Linked DNA regions of Sus scrofa: region 2 is linked to region 1. Evidence: chromatin contacts called from public Hi-C data. All regions are on one chromosome and are shown on one strand. Each heading gives the region's core, a stretch centred on a gene start, on an enhancer-like site or on the middle of the called end of the contact. The rest is flanking DNA. Distances are from core to core; before and after follow the strand shown.

Region 1 (5,083 bases), core at 1,745-4,244:
CGGATCCTGCGTTGCTGTGGCTCTGGCGTAGGCTGGCAGCTACAGCTCCGATTAGACCCCTAGCCTGGGAACCTCCATATGCCGCGGAAGCGGCCCAAGAAATGGCAAAAAAATAAATAAGTAAAATAAAAAATTAAAAAACCATTAATTCTGAAATAACTTGATTTATATAAAAAGGACAAAGACAGCATAGATAGTTCCTGTATACCCTTTACCCAGCTTCCCCAAATGTTAACATCTTACATAACCATGGGACATTTGTCAAAACTAGTCTTTTTTTTTTTTTTTGTCTTTTGGCTATTTTTTGGGCCGCTCCCGCGGCATATGGAGGTTCCCAGGCTAGGGGTCTAATCGGAGCTGCAGCCACCGGCCTACGCCAGAGCCACAGCAACTCGGGATCCGAGCCGCATCTGCAACCTACACCACAGCTCATGGCAACGCCAGATCGTTAACCCACTGCGCAAGGGCAGGGATCGAACCCGCAACCTCATGGTTCCTAGTCGGGTTCGTTAACCACTGCGCCATGATGGGAACTCCCCAAAACTACAGTCTTAACATTGATACAATATTATTAACTCCACGACAGACTGTGAGGATTTCACCAGTTTTTCCCTAATGCCATTTTTTTTTAAAAGAATAAACCTTTTATTTTTTTTAGGGCCACACCTGTGGCACATGGAAGTGCCCAGCCTAGGGGTCAAATCAGAGCTACAGCTCCAGCCTAGCCACAGTCACAGCCACAGCCACAGCAACTCAGGATCCAAGCCATGTTTGTGACCTACACCACAGCTCACAGCAATGCTAGATCCCCGACCCAATGATCAAAGCCAGGTATCAAACCCACATCCTCAGCGTTACTGGTCAGATTTGTTTCCACTGTGCCACAAGGGGAACCCCCTAAACTTTTACTTTCAGAATAATTTCACATTTTCAGAAAAGTTGCAAAGAAAGAACAGAGTTCCCAGATACCTTTCACCCAGATTCCCCTAATGTTTACAACATATATTACCACAGGATATTTGTCAAAACTAAGAAATCAACATTGGAATTTAGTTTACTAATTAAACTCTAAACTTTGTCCTTTTTCTCTCCCAGGATCCAATCCAAGATACCACATTGCATTTAGTCATCATATCTCCTTAGTCTTATCTGATCTATGAATTCATCTTTCCTTGTTTTTCATAATCTTGACAACTTTGAAGAGTTGAGTATTTTATATTATGTCCCCCAATTGGGGATTATCTGATGTCTTCTCTGCCTATTCCTTCGACCCAGTAACTCCACTAAGAAATTGTCTTACAGGTATACTCCCATGTGAAATGAGAAACATATAAGGTTATTCACTGAAGTATTTTGTTTGTTTGTTTGTTCCATTTTGATTTCTCTCTCTCTTTTTTTTTTTTTTTTTTGGTCTTTTGTTTTTTTTTTTAGGGCCCCACCCATGGCATATGGAAGCTCTTAGGCTAGGGGTTAAACTGGAGCTGGAGCTGCCAGCTTAAGCCACAGCCACAACAACCTGGGATCCAAGCCATGTCTGTGACATACACCACAGCTCATGGCAACGCCAGATCCTTAACCCACTGAGCAAGGCCAGGGATGGAACCGGAGTCCTCATGAATACTAGTCGGGTTCGTTAACCACTGAGCCACGATGGGAACGCCACTGTTTTGATTTCTAAGTCTACAGCTATGACATATGGAAGTTTCCAGGCCAGGGGTCGAAAACTAGAGCTGCAGCTGCCAGCTTACTCCACAGCCACGTCTTCAACCTGTGCCACAGCTTACGGCAATGCCAGATCCTTAACCCAATGAGCAAGGCCAGGGATCAAACCCCCATCCTCATATACTTATAGGGTTCTAAAATCATTCTCAATCTGATTCAGAATCTGTTGTCTCAGAAGAAGTGACTGGGGACTTGAAAAATACAAAGTGGGAGGGAGATGTACAATTCGCTGTTTTGTACTATCTGAATTTTAAACCGTTACTAGTATTACTTGTTAGATTCTATGCTGAAAGCATATATAAACAAGTAACACAACTTGTAAACAACCTATATTTGAATCCTGCCTAAGAAAGGGTCTCCTCTTCCCCAGCAAGTTTACTAAACAGCCTCCTCAATCAGATGGCGTTAAAGGGACTGGGGCTGGAAGAGCTACCCCACGAACATTCCTTGAACTACTGGGTTTTCAGCCCGTTACTCTTTGCAGGGCTATACAGTTTGGTGAATGCTGTTTAATGCTTGTGAAGCACAGTAAGTGAAGAGAATAAAGGGTCACCTTGAATAAGACATAAACTTGCTAATGTTTACTGAGTACAAGTAAGCCCTTCCCATGCATTTACTCATGTATTGCTATGTATTGCTCACCACGATCCTGTGAAGTAGGTACTATTTTACCCATCTTGGAGATGAAGAAGTTGGCTCAGAGAAAGTAGTGATTTGATTAACATCCCTCAGCCAGTCTCCAGATAACTTAACGTGAGTTTGCAATCTGGATTCCTTGTCAAACCACAAGTGAGAGGAAAGGGCAGGACCATAAGCCAGGACTCTCAATTCCAGGTCCGGGGTGCTTCCATTTGCCCTGCGATGCCTCAGGATAATGGAGAAAGGCCACCGGGGCTAAGCCGACCACAGCCCAGTCACGCGGCCTGCAGGACGATCACCTCCCACCTGGCTTCCGGGACCGCCTGCCCCTTGACGCACTACCCGGGACCAGCTTCCCGGCAGCCTCCCCGCGCGACCGCTTACTTCCGGTCCTAAGTAGGCCCGAGCAGAAGCATCACCTGGCCGGTACCCTGCCCTCGGGACACGCTATGCGCCGGGACTCCCGGCTCTACGTCCTTGTCCCATAGCCGCACCCCCCTTCTTTTAGCACAGCCCCCCTTACCTGCCCTGCGCAACCCACCCCGCGGCCCTAGGCCCCCACGCTGATGACCGCCCTCACCTCCTCTCTCTTCTCCTGCCGCGTCCTTTTACAAACGCGGCCAAACTGTTCGCTGTAACGACAGTCGCTATTGGTCAGAGCCGCCCACGCGCGGCTAGAGCACGCCTACCTGGGCTCGCGTTGTCTGACGGGAGTTGTAGTTTCCTCCTTTTGGAGCCAGCTGACTATTGCTGCGGAATCCGATGGTGGAATCTACGCTGACCTGACGACTGTACAGTTTAGGTTCTTTGCTGTGCCTAGAGTGCTTCTGGCCGACCCTGCTGGTGCTGGAAGCCCAGAGCTCTAGGATTAGTCGTCACTGTTTTAGGCCTGAGCGAGTCCTAAGTCTGAGTAGAATTCCATTGACCATTGATGAAAAAAATCTCCTTAGATTTTCTGCATTATTAGCAGATGTCAGATGCGAGCGATTTAGTGTTCTGTCAAGGGAGTCTTGTTCACCAAAGAATTCGTTGTTTCTATCACTTGTGTGTTTGCATCAGGTCATCTTTTTCTCCCTTAATTACACTCTGACATATTACTTGAATGTTTCCCTTATAATGAGTTGTTATTGGCTTCTGGTGTGACCTAGTTTTGATTATTGGAATCACACAGAATAAATCTGAATACTCTTTGTTGACAATAGTTCATGAGTTAAAATGTGTCAAGGGTGAGGCCTGTGTGTGGGAAAACTCTGGAATGAGATTTCCTACACCTTTGGCTTTCATACTGCTCCTTATTAGTGATGGCACTGTGGACTGGGTGGCTGAGAACTGTCACATGAAATAGTATGAATAAATAAAAAGGTGAGAACTGTGGTTCAGTTGTATTCTGGGTTATAAGACTATAAGCCCAGAGACAGCCTCTCAGATAGTTCTGAGGAAGAGCTCCAAAAAGATATGGAGGGAGGTCATATATCTAAGAGAAGGAGTATGTGCAATCAAGCACACATCTTGTTAGAAGGTTGCTTCTGGTCACAGGACACAGCTATCTTAGCTAGTAATTTTAGTGCTCTTCTAAGTATGGGAAGATACAAAAAAATGGATTCATAAAATCTTCTTCTGAAAATATTTATCTGAAGTCCTGTTTTGCCAGTTTTCCCAGAGCAGAGAGTACCTCAATCCTAATCTGCAAACTGAAAGTCTGTGACTGCAGTGGATAATGACTTTAACCTTGTGGAACCAGATGGTGAGTGACATTCTTTAGTTAGCAGAACCTTAGTCTTCTCAACTATTAATAAGACAAATGGACTTTTCCAAGATTAAGGTTTGTTATGTTGTTTCTTAAACTGGAGGTAGGGGGAGGTGGGCACATTTTTTCCAGGAAATTTTTCCAATTTTGCTTATTTCAATTTATAAGGTTTTTTTTTTTTCTTTTTTTTTAGGGCTGCAACTGCAGCATATGGAGGTTCCCAGGCTAAGGGTCAAATCGGAGCTGTAGCTGCCTACACCACAGCCACAGCACCACCAGATCCAAGATGCGTCTGTGACCTACACCACAGCTCATGGCAACGCCGGATCCTTAACCCACTGAGCAAGGCCAGGGATCGAACCTGCAACCTCATGGTTCCTAGTCGGATTCATTAACCACTGTGCCATGACAGGAACTCCTCAATTTATAAGTTTTTAAATGATCATCAGTATATCCTGGATTGTCTAGATGATCACCTAATAATACTGTGGGGTCTCAATGCCTGGTTGTGTTTTTGATTGTTGTAGTGCCAAGTGATTAAAGCAGCTCTTCTCAACTGGGAGCACTGCTACACCTCTAATGGACACCATGGCTGTTGTTAAAGATCCTGCAATGCACAGGACAGCCCTTACAACAAAGAATTATCTGGACCAAAATATCAATAGTACCACAATTGAGAGACCTTGTTGTTGAGAGAGTGTTTACATTTTTTTTCAATGGAGTTGCCCAAATGCATCCTAAGAGATCTGTGGGTTTTCAGTGGTGACACATTGTATGTTCCAGTCAGGAAGGAAGCTATCAAGCAGCCCCATTCTGAAAGAGGTTTCTTAGAGTTCCCACCGTGGCACAAGGGGATTGGCAGTGTTTCTGCCAGCACCAGGATGAAAGTTCCATACCCACCTGGCACAGTGGATTCAAGGATCCAGGGTTGCTGCAGCAGTGGTGTGGGTCACAACTGTGGCTCATATATGATTC
Region 2 (5,083 bases), core at 1,700-4,199, 91 kb after region 1:
GGCTAGGGGTCAAATAAGAGCTGTGGCCTTTGGCCTACACCACAGCAATGCCAGATCCAAGCTGCATCTGTGTCCTATGCTGCAGCTTGTGGCAATGCTAGATCCTTAACCCACTGAGTGAGGCCAGGGATCGAACCCACATCCTCATGGATGCTAGTCAGGGTCTAAACCCACTGAGCCACTATAGGAACTCCCCGACCCAATATTCAATGACAGAATCTTACGACCAAAACAGAAAAACAAAGATTTTGTTATATTTTGGTTATTTTAAAAACCAAACAAAGTTGTGAAGAAATCAGAAGGTAATCAAACCATATCCAATCCAATGGATATTTTATTTTATATTTGAGACAATACATAGTGTTTTATTTAATATTAAGCAACAATCTTAAATGTTCAGGATATTCTCCAACACCCAAGTATACTTTAGCAAAATAAATGCATATTGAAATTTTAAATAATTTGAATTAAGCAACAAAATTCCATATCAGCAGGGTAGTATGAGAATATGAAGCCAAGGGCGTTCCCGTCATGGCTCAGCAGAAGTGAATCTAACGAGTATCCATGAGGATGCAGGTTGGACCCTGACCTCACTCAGTGGTTAAGGATCTGGCATTGCCATGAGTTGTGGTGTAGCTCACAGACACAGCTCCGATCTGGTGTGGCTGTGGTTTAGGCCAGGGGCTACAGCTACAGCTCCCATTCGACCCCCCACCTGTGAACCTCCATATGCCGTGCGTGCAGCCCTAAAGACAAAAAGAATATGAAGCCAACAAGTCAAACCAGTTTTTACCTCTTTGCTGTAGGCTAGAAAATATGAAACTTCATTCAATTTTAATGTATATCATGGAGAATTCAAAGATAAATAAGACATGAGGCCTGAAGAAGGTGTAAGAAGACAGGTTTTTACAAATAAAAATATATAGTATGACATGTAAAACAATCAATTTTACTAGGATGTTATAAAAAAACACAAATATAACACATATGAACTTATTTTATTTAATCCTTATGAAAGCTTTTTAAGTTATGCATTGTTATTACCACCAATTAACAGATGGGGAACCAAGGCCCAGAAAGGTTAAGTAAAATTTCCAAAGTCACTCAGCAGTGAAAAAGTTTGAGCAAAATCAAATGGTTCAGTTTGGCCCAAGAACATGGTACTCAAATATTAGCGTGTGTAATATTTGGTGCTTGGATTTCAAATGGAGGAGCGTTACTGCTGGTTCAAGAAGTCTGGACTTTATTATGCAGATGGCAATAAGTTACTGCAGCAGTATCAGGCATGGCTAAGATTACTGAAGCATGTGTAAATCAATCCATTACGCTGTACATCTTGAACTTACGTAGTGCTGTAGGTCAATTTTATCTCAAAAAAACTGGGGGAAAAAAAAGACTACTTTGGCAATGATTTTTAAGAGGGGTAGGAAGAATATGATTGGGCCAGGGTATCTCAACCTTGGCATACTGACATCTGGGACCAGATAATTCTGTTGTTGAGTGATGTCCAGTGCACTGTAGAATATTTAGCAGGAACCCTGGCCTCTACCTACTAAATGCTGGTAGAACCAGACTCTCTACACCACAGTTAAGAACCACAGAATTATATTAAAAGCAGACGGAAGATATAAAAATGCAAAAAAAAAAAAAGATTTCGGGCCTCGTGGGTGGCATGCGGAAGTTCCTGGGCTAGGGACTGAACTTGAACCACAGCAGTGCCATGTTGGATCCTTAACCGGCTGAGCCACGAGGGAACTCCAAAAAAAGATGGTAAGGAAGAAAAAGTTAAAAGTCATTTTGGAGGTAGACCTGGCAGGATCTCACAATTATTGAAATCTACATATAAGAAAAGAAAGGTAATTAAAAACTCTCATTAATATCTTAAGAATCAAAAAGGAAATCTTACCAAGAACACCCCCCCAACAAAAGAGCCTTCTCTAATTAGAGAAAAATGAATGTTCTCACGCATTCCAGTTAACAGAGCAAAATATCACACATTCAAGTTCAACCTAAGTGCAAGAAATTAAGAAAAAAGAACGGGATTTCTTTTTTTTTTTTTGTCTTTTTGCTATTTCTTTGGGCCGCTCCCGCGGCATATGGAGGTTCCCAGGCTAGGGGCTGAATCGGAGCTGTAGCCACTGGCCTACACCAGAGCCACAGAAACGCGGGATCCGAGCCGAGTCTGCAACCTACACCACAGCTCACGGCAACGCCGGATCCTTAACCCACTGAGCAAGGGCAGGGACCGAACCCGCCACCTCATGGTTTCTAATCGGATTCGTTAACCACTGCGCCACGACGGGAACTCCCAAGAACGGGATTTCTAAGTTAAAGCTCAAAGGAACCACCAACACACTAAGATGAAGGCAGCTTTTGAATTTCTCATATACCATCAAAACAATTCCATTCCATCCACCTCCTTAGTTCCTTACAGAATTACTGTCCAACCACCTTATCTCGAACGTGATGCTACTCAAGGCGTTCAGCTAACTGTGGTATTCAAGATCTTTAAGTAACGAAGGATCGAGTGCCAGAGACCCGGCCAGGAACTCCGGCCTGGGAGGCAAACCTGCAGACGGAGGGGCCTTTACGTCTTTGAAAAGCATGCCCACCAGGCCGAAATACAACATTTGCGCGGGATGCAGGCCCGGAAACGTGGGACGGTGGCCCGGATCGCGGCGGCAGCCAGTGGCAATAAGCACGGCAGACACACTCTCCGGAAATGGCTGGGGATCCAAGGAACTCAAGGCCTACAAAGAAGCCGCCATTTATGCGCGGCCCTCATGCATACTTACTTCTTCAACTCCGGCGGGTGAGCTTTGCTCATGATGCCTACTCCGCGAACTCAAAGAAACCTCCAAACGGAATTCGTGTTCTCCCTCACGCTCCAGCGGTAGGCCCGGTGCTTTGCGTCTGACGTCACTGATCCCGTTAGCCAATTGATTGTTGGCCGCTTTCACGTTTCACGTCGCGATACTTAGGAAAATCCTGAGCTCGCAGATCAGTCCCAAGCTTCCGTTGTGTCGCCAGGGATTGGCTAGAGCGGAGGGGTGGGGCCTCCAGTCTTTATATTCCTCTTTGTAATTGGGTTGCTGTTCCTGCCTCTAGCATTTGAAGGACGCTGGTTAACTCATTGTCTTTGTGGGTTGCAAAGTTGTCTTGACGCTACCAGATGAAAATAAGCTCTGGAGGGGTAGGCTCCTAAAAATTTCTTTGGCATGTGTGTGCATACTTCCATGTGTTGTTCTTCCCTTTGTTGTCCTCTGCAAACACTGCGGTTTTTTTTTTTTTGGTCTTTTTAGGACCGAACCCTCCGCATATGGAAGTTCCCAGGCTGTGGGTCAAATCTGCGCTGCAGCTGCTGGCTTTTGCCATAGACAAAGCAACGCTGGATTCTTAACCTACTGAGCGAGGCCAGGAATCAAACTAGTATCCTCATGGATACTAGTCCGGTTCTTAACTCCCTGAGCCACATCGGGAACTCGTTTTTTTTTTTTTTTTAATTTAGCAAATTGAAGGTTTGAGGCAGCCCAGAGTCCAGCAAATCTCCCAGCGCCATTTTCCCAAGAGCATTTGTTCACTTTGTGTCTGTGTCATTTTGATAATTCTTACAGTATTTCAAATTTTTTCATTACTGTATTCGTTATGGTGATCTATGATAGGTAATCACACTAAGAAAAAAAAAATCTTGTGACTTGCTTTGAGGTATTTGCTTCACTGTTGAACCTGTGGTATTTTAGTATTCCCACAGGATGTCATGCTACAACTAAGGTTCTAGTAACAGCTCAGTTAACGACCTCTGCACCAAAGGAATAGAGTGAGGGGGCCTCAGTTTCCAAAAATTTTAATCTAGAGGAGTTCCCGTCGTGGCGCAGTGGTTAACGAATCCGACTAGGAACCGTGAGGTTGCGGGTTCGGTCCCTGCCCCTGCTCAGTGGGTTAACGATCCGGCGTTGCCGTGAGCTGTGGTGTAGGTTGCAGACATGGCTCGGATCCCGCGTTGCTGTGGCTCTGGCGTAGGCCGGTGGCAACAGCTCCGATTCGACCCCTAGCCTGGGAACCTCCATATGCCGCGGGAGCGGCCCAAAGAAATAGCAAAAAGACAAAAAAAAAAAAAAAAAAAAAAAAAATTTTAATCTAGAGGTCATAAGTATATTCCCCACGGACAGTCCTGCAATGCTTCCAAAACCCCACTTAACTGTACCTTGCCCCTCTATATAAAGTATGAAGAGCAGCACACAGATGATTTCTAAAATATTGATTTTCAAGTCGAAAGGTGTAAAAAATGGTCTGATTTGATCCTAGTTAAGTTTCCCAAAAGAGGAGCAGCCCACATTTATGAATCAAGAACAATAGGGATTATAGAAGACTTAGGCCAAAACGGAAAAGCATTGGTTGTACAACTGGGCAGCAGAAACTGACAGAACATTGTAAATAAACTATAACAAAAATTAAAAAAAGGGAAAGCATTGGTGATTTTAAGTAGGGATGGTTCTACAAGATTCAGTTCATTTCTTAGATATATAAGTAGAGACAAAATTATCATATATCTTACTCAAAAACCTCGACATTGCATTTTCTCTAGAGGAGTGATATCGGTCTTTTCCACTTCTTGCTGTTAGTGTTTAATTGAAGCTAGAGACCTGACATGAATATTGAATTTCTTTTTCAGCCTTATAGTTTGTTTTACACTAAAGGACTTAAGTTTGTAGTGCCCTAGTCTGCCCTCAAAGACTCTTCTCATTTACAAGCATCTGAACAATAACACAAAACTAATTTTCACTCCCCTGGACCTCTTAAATTTATTTCACACATTACAAAGAGAAACATCCTGAAAAAGTTATATATTCACTGCCCAGATATAAGGAAAGAAATACAATGTGGAAGAAAAAATTAAACCTTATTTATTTTTAAAACCAAACCACTAGGAAAATATATCACGGTCTTGAAACAGCGAACAGACAGGCTATATTATCATTTCAAGTAATAAGTTGGTAAAAAGACAACAAGGTCCTTATCAAAACAATAAGGTGCCAGAACTGGGGCAGGAACCAAAGGCCCTGACAAAATTGGTATTTGGTAA

The links. Hi-C and Micro-C count contacts between places; a contact is called where the count stands out from the background.
Region 2: a Hi-C map of liver shows a contact between it and region 1, with 2.8 times the contacts expected there. The contact joins the promoter of SNRPG here to the promoter of C3H2orf42 in region 1. A contact is called at or near these places in 2 of 47 Hi-C or Micro-C datasets (heart right ventricle and liver).

What each region holds. Positions count from the first base shown.
Region 1 is chr3:72,287,495-72,292,577 of Sscrofa11.1, reverse strand. C3H2orf42 (chromosome 3 open reading frame, human C2orf42) reads right to left here and starts at 2,994. Exons shown (of 10, transcript NM_001243818.1): 1 at 2,942-2,994.
Region 2 is chr3:72,196,588-72,201,670 of Sscrofa11.1, reverse strand. It overlaps SNRPG (small nuclear ribonucleoprotein G), which reads right to left and starts at 2,949. Exons shown (of 4, transcript XM_003125052.4): 1 at 2,796-2,949. The coding sequence starts at 2,827. FAM136A (protein FAM136A) reads right to left here. Exons shown (of 3, transcript XM_003125051.6): 3 at 4,882-5,083.